Linked DNA regions of Lactuca sativa: region 1 is linked to region 2. The links are chromatin contacts, called in public Hi-C maps. All regions are on one chromosome and are shown on one strand. Each heading gives the region's core, a stretch centred on a gene start, on an enhancer-like site or on the middle of the called end of the contact. The rest is flanking DNA. Distances are from core to core; before and after follow the strand shown. Region 1 holds the start of LOC111905184 (60S ribosomal protein L8). Region 2 holds the start of LOC111905183 (calcium/calmodulin-regulated receptor-like kinase 1).

Region 1 (6,686 bases), core at 3,354-5,853, 210 kb before region 2:
AAGTTGCCATATCTTGCATTTGATTTGGGTTAAATGCAAGAAATAACAACTTATTTGTTCACTTTATGTGTGCCTTAACTAAGAAAGATAAAAATGTTGCTTCTTTTTTTCTTTTTTACTTAATAGGAACAAAACTTGATCTACGGAGTCACCTTTTGACTTAATAGGGAAATGTTTTTTGCTTTTAACTTATTTTTTTTACTGAACAGGTACCCAAGTCAAGTTTTTTTAGAATTAAAAACGATAAAATGTTTGTTTTTTTACTTAACAAATACATGTTTTTTTACTGAGCATTGTTATTTTATAATGCTTCGATTAATTTCTGCACTCACCCGTCCCTCCCCAACTCACACACAAATCACTTATTATTCAAGTTTCTAGGTTCAATCACATCTTATAAATCCAAAAGAAAAAAGAAAATAGAATGGCTAAATTTACACACCCTCAGAACAAATAAAATATGATACATTTGTAATATTTTATGTTATTTAATATAACATAATGATATCGTAAAATTAAAGGCATAATTGTGATGTTCCAGCTTACTTTTATAGAAACTTTGCATTTCATGCTATTTTTCGTAGATATTTTGTTTTGTTGCAGTTTGTAACCAAAAGATAATGAAAGTAAAATGATATTATTGGAAAAAATATTCAAAGTTGATGTCTTCAAATGAGTACATGGTCACATTTAAGTAAATAATGAAAGAGGGCTCTCTAGATGATTGTAATACACTTCATATCCATTTTACTTACTTATAAGTAGGGGTGAATATAATAACCAAAAACCAAACCAAAACCGGAATAACCAATAACACCGAACTATAATGATAGAACAATTCGTAAAACCGATTGTTTGGATATTCAATTTTATATAATAATTTTAATTAATCAATATGAAAGTCCAAACAAAACTTATATTTTATTAATTTAATACATTTTTATAAATTTTTAACTTTTCATTAAGATTTTTAATTATAAATATTGTTTTGCTTTTTTACCCATGGTTTCCACGGGTTGTAATCTAGTACATAATACAACTTCAAACATAAAAACACAAAACATCCAAATTGTCAAACTAATACATCTTCAAATATAAAAAATTGATGTCTTCGTAGTCTTCATTCCAAGTCCGTAGTCATTGTATTTATTCGTCATTCGCCATGTCGTTGCGTAATCCTCTCTCATACTCGATCTCTTCTAGGGTGAGTGGCACTGACATTCCCATCACTACTTCTTCCTCATGTACTCGTGCTTCGGCATGCAACGATGTGCCTTCTAGTACTTCAATGTCTTGGATCCGGATGCCCCCATCGACTATGAAAAAAAACATCATCGCAAATTGCTTTATATTTTAGTTTTAGTTGTCCAACCGCGATGGTGTTGTTTGAAGCATTATCGAAAGATATAGAAAAAAATCTTTCCTTTAAGTTTATAAGTTTTGATCACACAATCTAAAATTTTAAATAAATTTCTACCGGTGTGTGGGTACTCAAACAATTCAAACGTAATCGTACGCTTCATCATTACCCAATTAGTTGGATTAATCCAATGAGCGGTAACATAAAGGTACGCATCCGGTGAACCGTGAGGAGCCGTCCAAAAATCACAAGTTAAATTCACACCGGTTTTTAAAGATTGAAATCCTAAAATCAATTCATTTTTTGCAAGTTTTCACATTTCAATACAATCACGTCTAATAGAAATACGAATCACATGGCAATATCATGGTTGGAGAGTATCTTCAATGAGTGAAGTCAATCGTTTGTTGTCGAAGTGGTCAAAAGACAAACATTCTTGAATCACGAACTCCGTCATCCTATCTCGAACTTTAGCCATATCGTAACTCCACAATGTTGCATCATTCGCCATTGTTGTTTGATTATGTCCCAACCCAAATTTCACCGCGGGGCATCTTTTGGTCATATGAGTTTTCAATGTCGAATTCCCATCTTCGTTAAAAAAAAAGCACCACATTTCTTGAATCGCACTTTTTTTATACCGTTCAACATTACACACAAATCGTAGTTGCACAAAATAGTCGGATTTCTATTTGTTTCTTTGATGCTAACAATGGTAATATTGTTTGATGAATCTCCAACACCAACGGAAGCTGAATCCATTGTTTGAATTAAGAGCGGTTTTTGAACTAAGAGAGGTTTGCGGTTTTTGAACTAAGAGAGGTTTTTTGAGGTTTGGTTAACGTAAAGCTGAGACCTAAACATGTAATATATATATATATATATATATATATATATATATATATATATATATATAGAGAGAGAGAGAGAGAGAGAGAGAGAGAGAGTATAAGGAATGGTTAATATGGTCAAAAAGGAGCAAAAATCGAGTCTTGAACAGCCTCAAACGGCTATATAGCCGTTAGGAAAAGAAATAAACCGGTTCAAACCGATTCCAAACCCGTTCAAAACCGGTTCACCAATGGCACATTCGAAATCCGGTTCAAAATAAACCGGTCTCCAGGGTAAAACATGCGAACTGGTAACATCTAATGGTTCGGTTCACTATGGGTTCGGTTCTTATGTGAACCGGTTCAGGGCTAAACCGGTTTCCGATTCACCAACCGGTTCGGTTCCTAAACTGGTTTTTTTGCCCACGCCTACCCCTACCTCATGCCTTTTAAATTTTGATATCCGATGCGATATAACTCTATCATTACAATAAATAATGGATTTCAAAACTCCTAACAATAATATGGACATTTAATAAATCTCAAACATTGCAACAAAAATCGAATATTATAATCAACTATCTTTCTACCATGCCAATAAATTCCAAAAATAAAAGGGATAATGACTTAAAAGGGTAATGTATTTTTCGATTTGTACACATTTGGTAACTGATTTTTTTTCGTCCACATTTACCCCTTTAACTTGTTAAACTGTAAATATTCAGTCCTTATGACCGGTTACTTCAGGTCAGCCGGGAAAAATGACTTAATAGGGTAATATATTTTTCATTTTGTACACATTTAGTCCTTAATATTTTTGTTCATATTTAGTCCTTTTTTATCGATTAAATTACACGAATGGTCCCTATGGTTTGGGGTAATTTGCACGCTTGGTCCCTAACTTATTTTTTTTAACTCGGAAGGTCCCTACTGTTTGTTTTTGTTACGCGCTTGATCCCTACTGTTTGTTTTTGTTACATGTTTCGTCCCTATCTTACTTAAAAAGATTATTATTTAAATAGGTAAAAATGGTGGGGTAGGTAAGGTAAGGCGAAGGGGGTGACATTGGGGGTGTGTTTATTTAAATAAATCAAAAAATCAATGGCAAAATAGTCTTTTTAGGTAAGACAGGGACCAAACGCGTAATAAAAACAAAAAGTAGGGACCTTCCGAGTTAAAAAAATAAGTTAGGGACTAAACGTGCAAATTATCGTAAACCATAGGGACTATTCGTGTAATTTACTCTTTTTTGTACTCATTCAGTACTTATGAATGATTTCTTTAGGTTTTTCTCATGACATCTTACGTGAGACAATTATTAATGAGTTGTTTGGGGTTGTTGATGTTTATGTCTAACATGACCTCGACTGCTTGGTTGTGTGGGTCTTGTGGTTTGACTCAGGTCTTGTATTCTGAATGTCGTAACTTCTTCATACGATATCAGATTTTAACGATCTTTATATCCACATGTTCAATTTTTCATTAAGATTATTCCCATTAAAATGTAATATATTTGTACTTACGATTTTATAAAAAAACATTCATACATGCATTCATAAAAAAATATGGACATGGGCAGACGCAAGAATACATAGCTGGTGTTACCGAGATGAAATAGGTGTTGCTGGTATATGAAAATAGCTATAAACGAAAAAAATCGAAAATACGAGATCGTATGGATATAAAGATCGTTCGCATGGATATAAAGATCGTTTACATGGATATAAAAATCGTTAAAATCTGAGATCGTATGAAGAAATTATGATATTCCAAATACATGACCTAAACAACCAAATAGTTGAGATCATGATGGACATAAACATCAAAAGCCTCAAACACTTCATTAATGAATGTCCCACGTAAGATTTCGTGAGAAAAAAACTAAAAAAATCAGTCATAAGTATTTATCGAGTACAAAAACAAAAATAACTTATTTTGCAAAAAAAAAATATATTAATGACTAAATGTGTACAAACATATTAAGGACTAAATATGTACAAAGTAAGAAATATATTACCCTATTAAGTCATTTTTACCGGCTAACGTAGAGTAGCCGGTCATAAGGACTGAATGTGTACAGTTTAACAAGTTAAAGAGGTAAATGTAAACGAAAAAAAAATCAATGACTAAATGTGTACAAATCGAAAAATACATTACCCTTTCAAGTCATTATTCCAAATAAAATTACTAGTAATACGCATAAGGATAAAAAGAAAAGGCTAATGTTAGCCCCCTTTCTTTTTTAAATGTATCAAACTCAACAAATCATTTCAACAAACTATAAATAATAAAATGGCCGAGGTTGATACAAAGGCCCATAAATCGGCCCATCTAAATTATCCATACAACAGAACTCGGCCCATATTATTTCATACTGTCGATTGCCAAACCCTATATCAGGATCTTCACTCCCAAGAACCCGCCGTCGTCCCCAAACCCTAGCCACCGAGTGTGTGCGTGAGAGAGAGAGAGAGAGGTAAGAGAGAATCAGAAATGGGACGTGTGATTAGGGCACAGCGTAAGGGAGCAGGGTCGGTCTTCAAGTCCCATACCCACCACCGGAAGGGGCCTGCCAGGTTCCGCAGCCTCGACTTTGGCGAACGCAATGGTTACCTCAAGGGTGTCATCACCGAAATCATCCACGATCCCGGCCGTGGTGCTCCTCTGGCTCGCGTCACATTCCGTCATCCTTTCCGCTACAAGCACCAGAAGGAGCTGTTTGTCGCCGCTGAGGGCATGTACACCGGCCAGTTCGTTTTCTGTGGGAAGAAAGCGAATTTGATGGTTGGAAACGTCCTTCCTCTCAGATCTATCCCTGAGGGAGCTGTCGTTTGCAACGTAGAACATCATGTCGGTGACCGTGGTTCGTTCGCCAGAGCTTCCGGTGATTACGCCATCGTTATTAGTCACAATCCCGATAACGGCACCACTAGGTATGGAATTCCTCATACATAAACATATAGAACTTGAATCCTCGGTTGATTTATGCTTTATACATTCCAATTATTTATCCTTAATCGATTGTTTAGGGTGAAGCTGCCATCAGGAGCAAAGAAGATCGTGCCGAGTGGATGTCGTGCTATGATCGGTCAGGTTGCCGGAGGAGGGCGTACTGAGAAGCCTATGCTGAAAGCTGGTAACGCATACCATAAATTCCGTGTGAAGAGAAACTGCTGGCCTAAGGTTAGAGGTGTTGCCATGAATCCAGTGGAGCATCCCCATGGTGGTGGTAACCATCAACACATTGGTCATGCAAGTACGGTTCGCCGTGATGCACCACCTGGTCAAAAGGTTGGTCTTATCGCCGCCAGAAGAACTGGGCGTCTCAGAGGTCAAGCTGCAGCTACTGCTGCTAAGGCTGATAAATAGGTTTTTTGATATTTTTGTTTCAGAATACTGTTATGTTGGTTTGTTGCTGCGAGTTTATCATGGTTCAGTTTTGTTTGAAATTTGACTCTTGAAGGTTAGTCTACATATTCTTGATGTCTGTTTTACATTCTCATGAGTAACTTAATCATGTCTTATAACAATCGACGTTGCTTAAAACTAAAATTTAGCAAATATTATGACATATTGGCTCTCTTGCTTTGGTAAAAATCATTAGCATGCATAATCTAACCCCCCTCTGTTTTCTTGGATAGTGATCATCCATGCTTAGATGTACGAGTTTTATAACCCGACTTTTATGCACAAAACCATAAATTAACCATATGGATATCTATTACTTCATATTCAACCTAATTATACTTATAAACTTAAGAAGAAAATTACTTGTACGGAGTATGCTGTCATTGTGCAGGGGGATGAGTGGTATCTATATTGAATTGTTTCACGGTCAATGTTTATGCCTCCATAGGAGGATGCTAAAAACGATACATATGGAGTTTTCTTCTTTCAATTATGAATCCTAATGTTGGTTCTGACATGATTTTTGGTGACTTTAATGCCACTTGAAACCATGATTTTTGGTGTAATGCCACTTGAAATCAAGGTGAGAGATTGGGTTGAAATTTTTCTCAAGGAATTGATGATGATTTTAACTCTTTTACTTAAGAGGTGGGTCTATGTGATATTCCTATGAGTGTTTTTTCCTTCAATAGAGTAAGTTCAAATGGAGCTAAGTCTAATAAGCTTGATCGTTTCTTATCGACTTTTATTGACTGAAGACATAATAATTCATCATCCATACTTGCATGCTACTGTGTTGGATCTGATTGGTTCTATCATAGACTGATTTGGTTATCCCAACAAGCTTCCGATTATGGTCTGCATCCGTTTAGATTTTATAATTCATGGAAGATAGAATATATTTTGATGAGGTGGTGAAGGCTTTTTGGACCGTAGATCGGGTGGAGAGCTGGACAAAGGGCCTAGAGGATATTTAAGAAAGTGATGGTGTGAAGTCAAAGCTAAAAGAAACCAAGAAAAAGATAGACCGTCGAGTCGTCTTAATGAAATTAACAAAAACATTGATCATGGTGTCGTGTCAGATCAAG
Region 2 (6,824 bases), core at 1,451-3,950:
CATATCCAAAACATAAATGTCATTCTTTCAGTTTGCAGTCGGAACAGTGTCATTCTTTTGATCAACAACCTTTCCTTCTCTCTTCTGAAGAGAACTTCATAGCCAGCGTCACACTGCTAGCTGACTGAAATGAAATTATGTTGAAGATCTTTCACGTAAAGACATTCCTGAAAACAACAGAATTACACTTGATGGATCCATATCCCCTCATAACTCCTTTGCCATTATCTCCATATGTAACAGTTGTACCATCATTTTGTATGAAATCTTCCAGGAGAGACTTGAATCCAATCATATGTCTTTGAGCAACCGCTGTATAAATACCAAATATGTTATTTACCCTGAAACTAAAATATACAATAAGCCCTTACAAAAAAAAACAAAACAAAAATACACACACACACAATATACACTGACCCATTTTGCAATAGGTCATTGAAGAAAAGATATTGTAACGATCATAAGGGATACAGTTCAACGAGTTCCCCTTTTTATCCACTTGTTAGTACGAGTTATGATGTTATCAACACAAACGAAGTTCTTTTCAAAAGTGTGGTCGCTGACTTTATGAGAAGTATCTCCATATCGATAACAAACTTTGATTCCATGATTCTTTCCTTTAACAATAGATTTTGATTTCTTTTTAACTGTTGAATCCAAAGAACTTTGACAATTTGATTTAAGAGATTTTGTTTTAGTTCTGGAACAAGGAATGTCATCAATGGTATGCGTAGATGATACCTTGTCATGAGTCTCATGAACCATTCATTAGAAGTAGGGGACTTTGATTGATCTTCAAGTTCAGAATTGCTAACAGATCACTGAGGAAAAATGTTAAGAATTTTTTTTACCAAATAAACTTCACCATTACAGATAGGAAATTTTAGCAAAATTTTAATGGAGGGAAGAACATACTCACAGTGAAAAGGTTGATGAGAGGGATCAACAACAGATAATTGAGAAACACATTGGTGATGCCGTTAGAATCAATGGAGCAACAGGTATCAATTAAAGTTTGATTTATAAAATAAGAACTCGCAAATCTATTTTTAAAAACTTCTTTTAAACAGTCAGCTTTGTAGAAGGTTTGTTTGGTCTCACCAACTTTGGTTAAAGAAACAACACATTATATATCGCCTCCAAGAATTTTCTCACACCGATCTGAAATGTGAGCATTAATAATTATTGTGACATTAAGGTGAGAAGAGGTCTAGTTTTTCAAAATGAGTTGAATGCATCTAGCATGATCAACAACTTTTTCTTTTTCAGTATGAAAAAAAATTATTTGTCAGCAAGATACATGTGTTTTCCTTTTTTAACATAGGAAGAAATTTTTCGAAAAAAAAAAGTTTTTCATTTTGTTTCTTTAACTCAAAATTGAGAGAGTTGGTTGTTTTTTAAAGCGTTTTGGATATTTAATCATAAATATTATTTGTCTATTCATTTGTTTGTTAATACTAAATAATTTGTGATTAGTTCATAATACAGATTGTTTAAATATAAAGTCTGAATTTCAACTTATTCCAAAGAAATGATAAATAGTATTATCCAAAAATTACAAAGGTGTATTTGATTTTGGATATGCAATTTTACAAGTGATTGTTGTGATTTGAAGTATCTTGTTGTAATGAGAGGATGGTTAGATGATTTATATTTATCATAATAATTATTTTTCTTACAACCAATCATCATCTTATTATTTTTAATATTTAATAATAGTACAATCATTAATCATAATCAGTTAATTAAAAAAATAATAAAACTGGTCATTACAAATTTTCCATAGTTTATATGCATGTTCCAACATCACTTGTTTACTTGACTTATAAATCCAATCAATATTTTAATCTATATTTTATATATTTTGGTAACAAGGTAAGGCTTTTGTGAACAAGGTAATTAATTGATGATGAAGCCGTGAAACTAAAAATATATTAGTATAAAACGTAAATAACTTCAGTACACGACAATTAGAATATCATAAAGTTATTTCTTGAAATTCAACCTTATATTAGAAAATGTATTAATTTTACAACTCGATAACGGGTTTTGGGGATTGTCAATGGAGGGGTATGTTTATGTTCAAAGTTGTTGAGCACTTTTAAGTTTAAACTCAAAGCTCGAGGATCATTTTAAAATTATTTTGCATCACTAATATTGTCTTTTTTTGGAAATTGAAAATTTTCACTTTCTATATATTTGCTATGATCTAATATAAGTGCGACGATTATGATCAATTTCATTCATGATTGAATTTATTTTGGTTATCTAATATATATATATATATATATATATATATATATATATATATATATATATATATATATATATATATATATATATATATATATATATATATATATATATATATATATATATATATATATATATATAAAGATAACCACAAAGGTAAATTTAAATAAAATGTTGATTAAGGCTGTGTTTGCTAACTAGTTTTTTTTTTTTTTTAGCTTTTTTAAGTTATGGTCTTTTTAAATAATAAATTCAAAGTATGTACAGTTTTTTTTTTTAATTTCTCATAGTATTTATTTTTATGTAATTTTTCTGGTTAATTTAAACAAAAAAACAGGAAGTAGGGTGGATGACTTGAGGGCATAATCGTCAAACCATGTTAATATTCGATGACGTAAGAAGGAAATCATTCGCAATAAACCCTGAAACACGGCATCACACGCTGTTCCATTTGCAACAAAACGGCGACCAGTCCGCTTTTCTTATTTAATCCCACAAGAAAAATATTCATAAAATTCCTCCATTTGCAGTATATTTTGGATTAATGTCTCTTCAAATTAGTCTTCGAACATGGAAAAGAACTATTGTTCTGATACCCGAAGTTTCTCTCTCCATTTCCCCTCCGAATTCTTCAGCAATGTAACGGTTTTTCAGTTCAATCATCGATCGTATCAACAGGTAAATCGTCAACCAAACTTCTAATGATTTGTTTAAGAATCAGTTTATACGTAATTTTGATAGTACTATACTTGTCTTCTATGTAATCTGAGTCACAATCGTCTAGTTTATGTGTTAATGACTGTTCATCATGCTTGATCTGGACGACATCGTTAGCCTTGTCTCAATCAACTTACTGTGTATGTTTTTTGTTAAAAAAAAAGTAAAAGGCACATTAATTTCGTCAACCGATGCTATTTTTGGTACCATATTTTTGGAGGATTTCGACTTTCTTCTACTGTGATTTAGCATCATCGGTTACTCGCGTAGGCCTAATTTCTAGCTCCTAAAACCATTCTTCTTCTTCTTCTTCTTCTTCTTCTTTTCTCTTTTCTTTAATTTCTGTTTTATCGTGTGTATGAACATGGAGCAATCATCGAACCTTCTTCGTTTTTTCTTCAACTTGGCCCAATTTAGTGGTCGATGTTACGTTTTCCTTCCCTCTCAGAGATCTGTATCGATGATTGTACTTTGATTTTTTTTTTCAACTTATCTCTTTCTACTTTTTATTCCTATTGTGCTGGTGAAGATGGCGTTTTACATGTTTGATTGCTTCACACAATTTTAGCCATTTTTACTGAATAATTGTTAGCTTCGACCAGAAAGTACAAAACCGCATCTGGCTTTCTAATATTGGAAAAATTCAAAACCGTGTTTCCAGTAACAGTGAATTGGGCCATAGTTGAAATCTAGATTTATAACAAATACTTTTCCCTTTTGTTGATGAATTAGTTGCTTGCGTAGGAAACATCAAAGAGATGAAAGCGAAGTCATCAGGTCTGATCATCGGTATTTCAATTGGGGTGGTAATCGGAGCAATTTTAGCCATTGTTGGACTACTCTGCTTTAGGTTTCACAGGAAACGATCTCAAATAGGTAACAGCAGTTCCAGAAGAGCATCAACCATCCCCATACGCGCAAATGGTGCAGATTCTTGTACAGTTTTATCCGATTCATCAATGGGTACGGAGACATCATCAAGAGCATCTATACACAACGGCATTTCATTTTGGTTTACTGGACCAAGAAAATCTCACGTGGTTGCAGCTTCAGGAATCCTCGAATATTCTTACAAGTAAGTCTAACTTTTTTTTTTATTCTGTCAACTTCAATCTTCTTACCCTTTTCCCTTTATTTTTCTGGATGAAAACAGAGATCTACAGAAAGCAACAAGTAATTTCACGTCAATAATAGGGCAAGGTGCATTTGGACCTGTTTACAAAGCTCAGATGACAACCGGTGAAACTGTTGCTGTTAAAGTCCTCGCAACTGATTCAAAACAAGGCGAGAAAGAGTTTCATACGGAGGTTATGTTATTGGGAAGATTACATCACAGGAACCTTGTGAATTTGGTAGGATATTGTGCAGAAAAGGGACAACATATGCTCATATATGTGTACATGAGCAAAGGGAGTCTCTCTTCTCATTTGTACAACGAAAACCGTGAACTTTTAGGCTGGAATTTGAGGGTTCAAATCGCTCTCGATGTTGCAAGGGGATTAGAATATCTACACGATGGAGTAAGTTGTTTCTTTTTAACTTAATTTTGATTTTGTAATACGAGGGTAAAATGGTGAAATTGGTCTAAAAAAAGAAACATGTTTTGATTACATTTGCAGGCAGTTCCTCCTGTTATACACCGAGATATAAAATCTTCCAACATCCTGTTAGATGAATCGATGGGCGCTAGGGTAGCTGATTTTGGGCTTTCTCGAGAAGACATGATTAATAGAAACGCCTCAAATATTCAAGGAACTTTCGGGTATTTAGATCCTGAATATATTTCATCACGTGCATTCACCAAGAAAAGCGACGTTTACAGCTTTGGCGTATTACTATTCGAGCTTATTGCAGGAAGAAACCCTCAACAAGGTCTCATGGAGTATGTTGAGCTAGTAAGATCTCTCTCCCTCTCTCTCTCTCTTATTTTCTTCATATGTGATTCCATTCCATTGGTACAATAGAATGGAATGAAAAAAAAAAAAAAAAAAAGCAAAGTAATGGAATGGAATGATGTGATTGTTTGTGATAAACAGGCGGCATTGAATACGGAAGGGCAAGTTGGATGGGAAGAAATAGCGGATTCGCGTCTAGACGGGAATTTTGATGAGCGTGAATTGAATGACGTGGCGGCACTCGCGTACAAATGTGTCAACCGTTCACCGAGAAAAAGACCATCAATGAGGGACAATGTACAAGTGTTGTCTCATATCTTAAAAACAATACAAAACAAAAGGCATCAAAAAAGACGTTCCTCATTATCATCATCAGAAGTTGCTATCACCATCGGTCAATCAGCTCGCCAAAACTCAATGAATAGTGAACACCATCGGGCCGAATCCATGGACAGCATACCCGACTCAGTTGAAGTTTAAATACTTTTTTTTTTCTTTTTAATTCTTTTGATTTTGTTCAACTGTCTTGTTTTTTTATTTGTTGTGTAATATATTTGACCATTTTGACCTAAAGCACATAGCTCGGGTTTTGGTGTGGTCTTGATTCAGGAAATTAGGGTTCAAATGAAGTCCCTTGTGTAACAACTAATCGTGTCTCACCTTTCTCTATTTGGTTGTGGATGTAATCCCAATTTTGTGTAAAGACAGAAAAATGATATTTAGGAAATAGAAGTGCAATTTCACTTATTGTACATTTATACCCACATTTGGGTTTATAAGGTTGATTCTATAGTGATGTTGCATTAGTCTAGTCAATATCCTAACTCTTTGTTATTTGTTTGAGCATTTTGTACAGTATTTACATGCCCTTTTTTCTACTTTATTACATGTTAGGTTAATGATGTAGTTAATGATGTAGAAAGGTAACGAGCTTTGGTCCTTGTCCATATTTAGGTAATCATATTTTTTTCATTCATATTTGACCATTGAACTTGTTTGACTGTTCAAAATAGGGTAATATGACTAATAATTATGGTAATATTACCCTATTATGAACATGTCAAACAAGTTTATTGATCAAATGTGTACAAAAAAAATATGGTTACTTAAATATGGACAAAAACCAAAGTTTCTTACCTGTTTTCGTAATATTGGACAAGAACCGTCTTAGGAAGACAGGGATTGTGCCCTGTGATCGGGCTCCGACAGTCAATGAACAATTAGGTTAGACCAATCGTAATATTGGACAAGAACCGTCTTAGGAAGACAGGGATTGTGCCCTGTGATCGGGCTCCGACAGTCAATGAACAATTAGGTTAGACCAATCGTAATATTGGACAAGAACCGTCTTAGGAAGACAGGGATTGTGCCCTGTGATCGGGCTCCGACAGTCAATGAACAATTAGGTTAGACTTGGTCTAACCCAGTTCAGTCCCAACTAGTCATGAGTTAGGTTATGTTGTTAGGTCTTTAAAACACATATAACCTAGCCCTTTAAGCTTATATAGCCTAACCCCTAACTAATTGGGCCCAAACTAGGTTGGCCCAAGGCTTAACCATCTCCTCATACACAAAGACCGGACAATCCAATTTCATGTCACATCAATGGATCTTATAACAACTTGCACTGAACATATTTGAACATAAAGAACCAACATCATGTTTTTTTCATACACATTTGACCAATAAACTTATTTGACATTTCATAATAGGATAATGTTATAGCTAATTACCAGTATAATTACCTTATTTTGAATAGGTCAAACAAATTTATTAGTCAAATGTGTACAAAAAACATGGTTGCCTTAATATGAACAAAAACCAAAGTTCGTTACCTTTCTAGTTTATTAACCCTTATGTATTTCATGTAATATTTGCATGGTATTTTTTTAGTAGAAATCCGTATTTCTCTAAATAAAACTTTTACAATCAGATTTTTTCATGAATGCTTTCAAATTA

Evidence for each region. Hi-C and Micro-C count contacts between places; a contact is called where the count stands out from the background.
Region 1: a contact with region 2 is called in a Hi-C map of leaf, with 4 times the contacts expected there. The contact joins the promoter of LOC111905184 here to the promoter of LOC111905183 in region 2. A contact is called at or near these places in 2 of 4 Hi-C or Micro-C datasets (leaf and seed).

Annotation. Positions count from the first base shown.
Region 1 is chr5:10,664,871-10,671,556 of Lsat_Salinas_v11, reverse strand. LOC111905184 (60S ribosomal protein L8) reads left to right here and starts at 4,603. Exons shown (of 2, transcript XM_023900860.3): 1 at 4,603-5,123; 2 at 5,220-5,720. The coding sequence starts at 4,684. The coding sequence ends at 5,559.
Region 2 is chr5:10,451,823-10,458,646 of Lsat_Salinas_v11, reverse strand. It overlaps LOC111905183 (calcium/calmodulin-regulated receptor-like kinase 1), which reads left to right and starts at 2,700. Exons shown (of 5, transcript XM_023900858.3): 1 at 2,700-2,931; 2 at 3,703-4,045; 3 at 4,124-4,490; 4 at 4,590-4,865; 5 at 5,007-5,612. The coding sequence starts at 3,729. The coding sequence ends at 5,345.